2 separate regions of the Zea mays genome follow, and region 2 is linked to region 1. A link is a contact called in public Hi-C data. All regions are on one chromosome and are shown on one strand. The core of a region is the stretch at or near the end of the contact, and the rest is flanking DNA. Distances in the headings are between cores, read along the strand shown.

Region 1 (3,771 bases), core at 574-3,073:
ATGGGGAAGAAAAATATGCGTGATCTTCAAGCCTCCCGGGTTGTCCACTTAAAAAAAAGCCGACCGGCGTTATCGCTAGCCCCCGCCTGCCAGGCCACGCTACTTTCCCTTCTTGGCACTTCGAACGGGTACTAGCCCTTTCTTCTCCACAGCACGTTCTTGGATCTCCTCTGTTCTGTGAATTCCAAATCTTAGACTCCCCCTCAAACGCCGATGCGGTCCAGCCATGACATCGTCCATGTGCTGCCATTTGCTCCTCGCCTCGTCTGTTAATGTAGGCAGTGTTGTAGAAGGGAGACAGGGTCAGGAATTAGTTGTGCTTTTGCAACCTGCTGTTGTCGAATGTCATTGTTGGGCTCCTCTCCGCCTCAAACATGGAAGTGGGGATGGACTAATGGAGGTGCAGCTGCCAGCCTATGGTTTCCTTTTTCACTTTGCTTCTACTGAGGAAGGAAGTTGTGAGATTAGAAAATTGAATGTGGGGGAATTAAGGGAAGGAAATTGTAAGGATTTTAGGGAATGAGTGCGTGAGATTTGCCGCAAGCTCATGAAGAAAAATAATTACGAGTGGGTCTCAATACAAGATAATAAAGCACAATATCAAATACCTTATAATAGTATTATCATTTATACTGTCTGTTTTCTTATGCGCGCTCGCGCGCGATATTTACTAGTAAGATGATGAACCGTTGGCCAAACCTCAATAGATACAATCCAATCAGGGACGATGTCTGGTCTAAAATAAGGCACGACCAGGAAATTGTAAGTGTGTAAAACCAATGGGCACGCTGGAACATAGTTTGATATCTTTGTGTCGAATTTAAACTGAACATAGTGAATATCCCTGATGCAGGCCCGCAGCATTTTATCTTTGGAAATTTACGATGTCAATTGACTTGAGAGAAGTATCTCTGAAAGAGGAACAAGGAATCACACATCTAAATGGCCTGAAATGATCCTATTAGATGTACATCACATGGCTTAGCTTCTATAGCTAGTGAATATTCAAGAGTGTCAATTTCACTTGGCATCAAGTCATCAGCATGTCTGGGCAACTTTTAAGTCCGTTGTTTCCCTCACCCTATCAGTTGCGTTTTCTTTCTTGTTCTCGGCTATCTTCATGGATGGAGAATATTTTCAGTTGTCTTTTGCATTTGTGTACCAGTACAATAGTCGTCTAGGATGGTTTCAGTGGCTGCATTTTTAATTAAAATCTGTATATAATCTGCAGCCATACCACATTATAATTTGTAGCCAGAGTACCACATTCGCGTACTAGTTCATGATGCTGCGAGTGAACTAGGGTGTGACTAGCCTGTAAGAACTGGGTGGTGTATGTTCATATATGCTGATGATTTAAAAACTGAAGAGGTGGACTGGTATTTTTCAATTAAAAAAAAGCTAGAAACCAGTTTCTAGAAATTGGCATCTAAACACCAACGGACAATTTCTTTTAGAAACCAGTTTTTAAAAACCAAGATAAGAAATTAGTTTCTTATAAACTACAACGCTTTCAAACCGGTCCTTAATTAGTTTGTCTAAATTATAATTATTAGAATGTATTTCATGAAACAAACAGGGGCTAAATGAATGTGAACTTAAAGAAACGGTTGTTCACTGATAAATAGTAAAGTGATTTAGTAGCTATGTAGCGCTGCTTGCGGTTTGCGGACGCCAACCCAGCAAAAGTAAAAGGCCATCCACGCGGCGCGTGGCGCCCGCTTCCGTGCGCGGCGCACCCGCTTTCCGAGAGATGGGGAGTCACCAAAGGAAGCTCAGCCATCCGGCGCGGCACAGCTGGCGGACGCCACGTCGGAGGACGCATGCGTGCCGGACTGCCGGCTGCTTGTGCGATGCTGATCCAATCCAACTAGCTAGCATAGCAAGCTGGAGTACTGAAATTTCAGTGGCAGGCAGACGTACGGATGTGTTGCGTGGTTGGTCAAGGCGGTGAGAGGGGAAAAAAAAGCACAAGACGACGATGCACTCGCACTCAGACTTTTGTGATCGAAACTGCCACGTCTTCCGCTCCGTGCTGGCTGCCCGTACGTACGTGTCCCGTTGTGGCAGTAGCGCAGGTCCGTGCACCGTACCATTGCCGCACGTTTTTCACGGAAGAACAAGTCGTAAATATATCTCATCGTTACGCCTCCATAGGACGCACACGCACCAGCTGACTGAAAATATGTTGGAGTAAATCCATTTCAGGTCGCTGAAATTATCCATAGAGGCCATACAGATATCTAAAATCTCAAAATATATTTTTGGACATAACAGGTAACAGATAAGAACGACGTATTAGTGGCAAGATTTAGTCTAGGAAATTATATATTTTTATATGACATCGTATGAATATAATCTTTATATAAAAATCATAACTCTCATTACGATCTATAACTTTCTAGTCCTAATTTTTTTATATCAGATCATCGAGATGCTCAAAAATAAGTTGTAAAATTTCAGTAGTATATTAATCGTGTAGACAACTTTATCTTGGAAAAAAACATATTTTTTCTTGTTTAACGATATTGTTGCCCTCCATGAGGTCTATAACTTTTTAATTTTAAGTTTTTTATTTAAGATTGTTAAGATGCTAAAAATATAAAGATTAAGTAGTAATCGTGTTCAGATCATATATTTCGTCTATACTGTACTTTATATAAGTCATCATAGTTAAAACGTCACCGAGTAAACACAACAAATTTGCATCGGCATGGGAATTGGGCCGGACGTGGAGGTGGTGGAGAGAGAGCCACGACCATCATGAAGTGATCGCTGATCTGGAGAATGAAGGAGATGCGGCCACACAGGATGGTGTGGGAGCGAGCAGAAAAGATGCTGAAATCCTTAATGCAAGAAATTGTTTCTTCGGTATCGAGGTTGGTGATAGCACCCAGAGAGGGTGAATAGGTGATCTTGTAAAAACAACTAAAAAAACAAACTTGGTCTAAAGTGGATTAATACAATCAAAACCAAGTTCGAATGAAGAGTGTGAGGAAGAGGACTTCTTCACTTAATTGCTCTCACAAGATGAGTGTTAAACTTAGAGCAATATTATAAGTTGTCACACCCGGTTTTCAAAGGCAAATCGAATGTGAACCATGTACGTACCAGGATTAGAATGTCACGTACACAGCGATTACATAATTGTACATCATCACACATTGCTCAAAATAATAGCGGAAATAAGTACTTATTACATCACGATGTCCAAGACATCCATAGAGTCATTAACTTAAGTCATAATCATAATCAAAGTGCTAAACGAAACGTAGTACGATAAGGCCTTCACAGGCAGCTGACTTGCCACTAAACTAATCTAGAACTCATCAAAGTCCTGAAACTCCTAGAAGTCTTCCACGTTGCCTTCATCTTCTCCTGAACACTGGTTGCAATGGGACAACCTAGGGGGGTTTGGTGTTTTAAAGCAAGGGTGAGTACACGTCAACGTACTCAGCAAATGTCTTGTTTGGCTAAAGTGGACTAGCTATATGTGAAGTTAAGCTTAAAGCGGTTGCTTTTATTTGATCAGATATTTATTACTAGTAGAAAGTCATGTTTTATCAATAATCCCCAGTTATTACCCAAATGGCACTCCCTCCAAGAGAAAATACCAAATACCATAAAGATAGTCATCACCATTAAGCATCATTATAAAAGTATCCAAAGTAACTCTAACCAAAGGAGTTTCCAAGGCTACTCATAACCGCGAGCATGGCTGATATACCAGTTTCTAACACTCTGCAGAGATTGCACACTTTACCCACGAGC
Region 2 (3,467 bases), core at 324-2,823, 170 kb before region 1:
TAATTCCATAAATTAATCATGTGATTGTCCGAGCTGCTCATGACCGTGAGCACGGCTAGTATACCAGTTTTACACTCTGTAGTGGTTGCACATATTTACCCACAAGTCATGTTACCCATCTGCTAAGGGATTGCGACTCCCATACACCTCTACCAAGGAAGCGAGGCAGGGTAACACTACGAGGCCTTTACAAACTTCCACTAGCTTCAGAAAACCCGGTACAGTTTCTATGAAGCTCCAATGCAGGGACCCCTCGCGTGACCGCCATCTCAGCAAAATCAACCCAAGGGCATCCCCACAATGACCACTCCCCTACTGCCATTGCCCCTTTTGGGTAAGGTAGTCCTCCACTAGCTTTCCTAATTAGTCAGCCAAGGACGTCCCATACCACCCTTATGGTAGCACTGTTTTTTCGGGTGGTTCTCCATGTTCCAATTAACATAATGATCTTATCATGAATAGTAAATAACAAACTGATAATAAAAGTAGAATCATGAATAATGTGTATCTCCATATCCAAAACCACATAAAGCAATAACATGTACTACCCAAAAAATTTAGTGGTAAACAAGGTATAAAGATAGCCAAACTAGGGTGACCTATTGGATCCCATCAAAATTAACCTATGCAGATCATTATGATTAATGAGAACATGATTGGGTAAAAAGAAGTGATCAAGGGCACAACTTGCCTGGGACTTGAGATTCCAGGTACCAACTTGCTCTTCAGGTGACTCGCAACCTCGCGCTAGTCATAGCAATACAAACAAACAGGGTATTAGCAAAATAACATCACGCCAAACATAAGAACAAACTGCATGAGAATATTCTATGAGATTGTGGGTTCGAGACCCATGTGTGTAAGTGATTAAAACTAGGTCTTGTTTTGATTTTATAAAGATAATCTAAAGAAATAATTAATTCAACTTTAATCTTAATTATAACATGACTAGAGATCATATTTTAACCAAATTTATATATATGGACATGTTAGCTTTGATTAGAAGAGTTAATCTAGTAGACATAGGTTAAGCAAATATCTAACTGTAAAATTATGCGATATGGTATAAATGATGTTGTTAGTGCATAGTAAATATTCATATGAAGTTAGCGCGACTTGAACGGACCAAATCGGAATTAAAACGAAGAAGTTATGGATTTTCGAAGTTTTAAGTGTTGGATTAAAATGAACCAAGTGCATAAATTTTAATCCCAATTTCATAACAAAATAAAGTTACTGGATGATAAACAATATTAATTTGAGTCTAATGCAACTGGAATGAATTAATTTGGAGTTAAAACGAATTAAATATGAATTAAACAGTTTCATGAATTATTTTTAAACTAAGAATCATTTTCCTTATTGATTTTAACCATTTTATTAACCTTTTGGGTTGCGGCCACAAATCTCCAGAATCTCGAGGGGTCGCACGCAAATTTCTGGACCTAGTTGCGATAGTTCTAAGACTAGGTGGGACCACAAGTTGATTATAGAGAACTATAGGGTCTCTTAATGAATTTGCCCCAACCGAAGGGGTACGGGCACATCTCAACCGTCGGATCTAAACCCGACCGCCCAGATTAAAAGGTTGAAGGGTTATCCAACATGTGATCTCGCACGTCCATTGGCAATCTAATGGTTCCAAACCTTTCACAACTGAATCCATTTGTGATCGTTTATCTTGAGATTGATGGCTCAAAACGCATCCGACCAAGCGGCACTAAACTCTAATATCGTCCGCTCGAGACCGATCCAATGGTACACCAGTGTCATCTTCCCATCCCGACGTTCACCAGAGCGGCGGCGCAACAGAGCTGGGCGGCGGGGCCTACCCCGACGATGACCCGCCCAGTGGTCCGAGACTCCCAACACTCGGATGATCGATGCTACGCGCAACAGAGGGTAGGGTGATTCGCGCGTGTGTTTCCTTACTAGAGATGAAGGGGCCGATAAGGTTGTCTTCGCGAACGGGCTGGTGCATGGCGGAGCGTACACGTTGGTGCTCCAATCACCGTTCGATAAGCACGCCCAGGCACACAGAGGTTTGGGGGAGATCCTACCAGAGAGCTATGGTCGAGGAGGAGTCCAAGGTTCACCTTTATATGTCGCGGATGCCAAATCCCCAACAACCACATGAGTCTGTTAGGATTGGATCCGATTCGGCCGTTGAGAAGCACACAGGATGAGATTTCGTGGAGAGAGGGAAAGTTTGTTATCCAAATGATGCCGATCCCGGTTTCCACGCTGAAGGAAATCACGGTAGCGACACCCTCTCATTCTAGGCGTGCAACATTCCCCGCCCTGGTGCCTGCGTGCGAATTGAGCAGAGTCCGCCACAGTGGGTTTGGGGAAGGAGCTTCTGGCGGGTGGGACCCAACCGTCAGCCAAACTGGAGGAGAGAAGTAGTGGACTGGGGAAAATGGTAATGGGCCCGTGGGCGAGGGATTCAGCCCAAGTGACTAATGCGGGGAAGGAGATGAGTGGCCGAGGTAAATAGGTTAAGTGGGTCGGCCACTAGGAAGGAGACCCGGCCAAGCGCCAGCTTATTCTTTTCTATTTTCTTTTCATGTTTTCTGATTTCTAACTTTAAATTCAATTCACATTCAACTCATGTTTTGAACTCCCAGGTTTACAAATATCCAAATAAATCCTAGTGTTAATATAAACTCTGTTGTATACAATATTATTATTTATTCTTTTTCCTATTAGGTATATATGGCAGCAATAAATGGCATTTCTTAAAACTTTCTTTCTCATTTTCTATTATTATTTATGCTTTTCATTTAAAATATCGAGGTCAAATTTTAAAATATGTTAAAATGCCTCACCCAAGTTATAAGCAAGAGATCAACCTTGCTTTATCTATTTATTGGTGGCTTAACTAATCTAGTATTATTGTTTGAATATGAGTTGGGAGAGTCCTAATAGATTTTCAAAGGTCTTCAAAAATTCTCACAACACTATTATATATTTTTATTTCTTTATTTTATTATTTTATAATATATATTGTTTCTACTTTAATGAAAAGAGGTGGACAAGTTTCTGAAAATTCCAGGTATGTGGTGTCTCTGGGGCTTGGTATTAACCTCTGCCACCCTGCTGATAAATTTGATTCCCAGCCATTTCTCGAAGAAAACGAGTGTCATCAGCAGTGGCAATAATTAAGGCAGCGATAGCCTCTGCCAGTGTGGGAGGTATAGGTGGCGGGTTCGGAGTTTCCTCCCCACCACGGGAAGTTCCAGCCCCATCCTGAGCACGAGTTCTGGACGACATCTGAAGAAGAAAACATATTTGATTATTACATGCCACGATTACACAACCTCTGTTACATTATTCCAAACTTGTTCTAATTATACATACTTAACTTATACAACTCACTTTTCCTTATTTAGATTACATAAGGAAACCACATACTACTACACTAATCTAGTTATCCACGTCATGGGTTGCTTCCGCTCCACTGCTAG

The links. Hi-C and Micro-C count contacts between places; a contact is called where the count stands out from the background.
Region 2: a contact with region 1 is called in a Hi-C map of leaf, with 3 times the contacts expected there. The contact joins two enhancer-like sites. A contact is called at or near these places in 3 of 25 Hi-C or Micro-C datasets (bundle sheath, endosperm and leaf).

The regions. Positions count from the first base shown.
Region 1 is chr10:35,606,438-35,610,208 of Zm-B73-REFERENCE-NAM-5.0, reverse strand. No RefSeq gene overlaps it. Among protein-coding and RNA genes, the nearest start is that of LOC100382908, 47 kb to the right of the region's middle. Within about 2 kb of position 1,823, at least 18 of the 20 cell types and tissues checked have an H3K27ac peak or open chromatin away from gene starts, as enhancers often do. A contact at or near this core is called in bundle sheath and leaf, where this site is marked.
Region 2 is chr10:35,773,602-35,777,068 of Zm-B73-REFERENCE-NAM-5.0, reverse strand. No RefSeq gene overlaps it. Among protein-coding and RNA genes, the nearest start is that of LOC100382908, 210 kb to the right of the region's middle. Within about 2 kb of position 1,573, at least 18 of the 20 cell types and tissues checked have an H3K27ac peak or open chromatin away from gene starts, as enhancers often do. A contact at or near this core is called in bundle sheath and leaf, where this site is marked.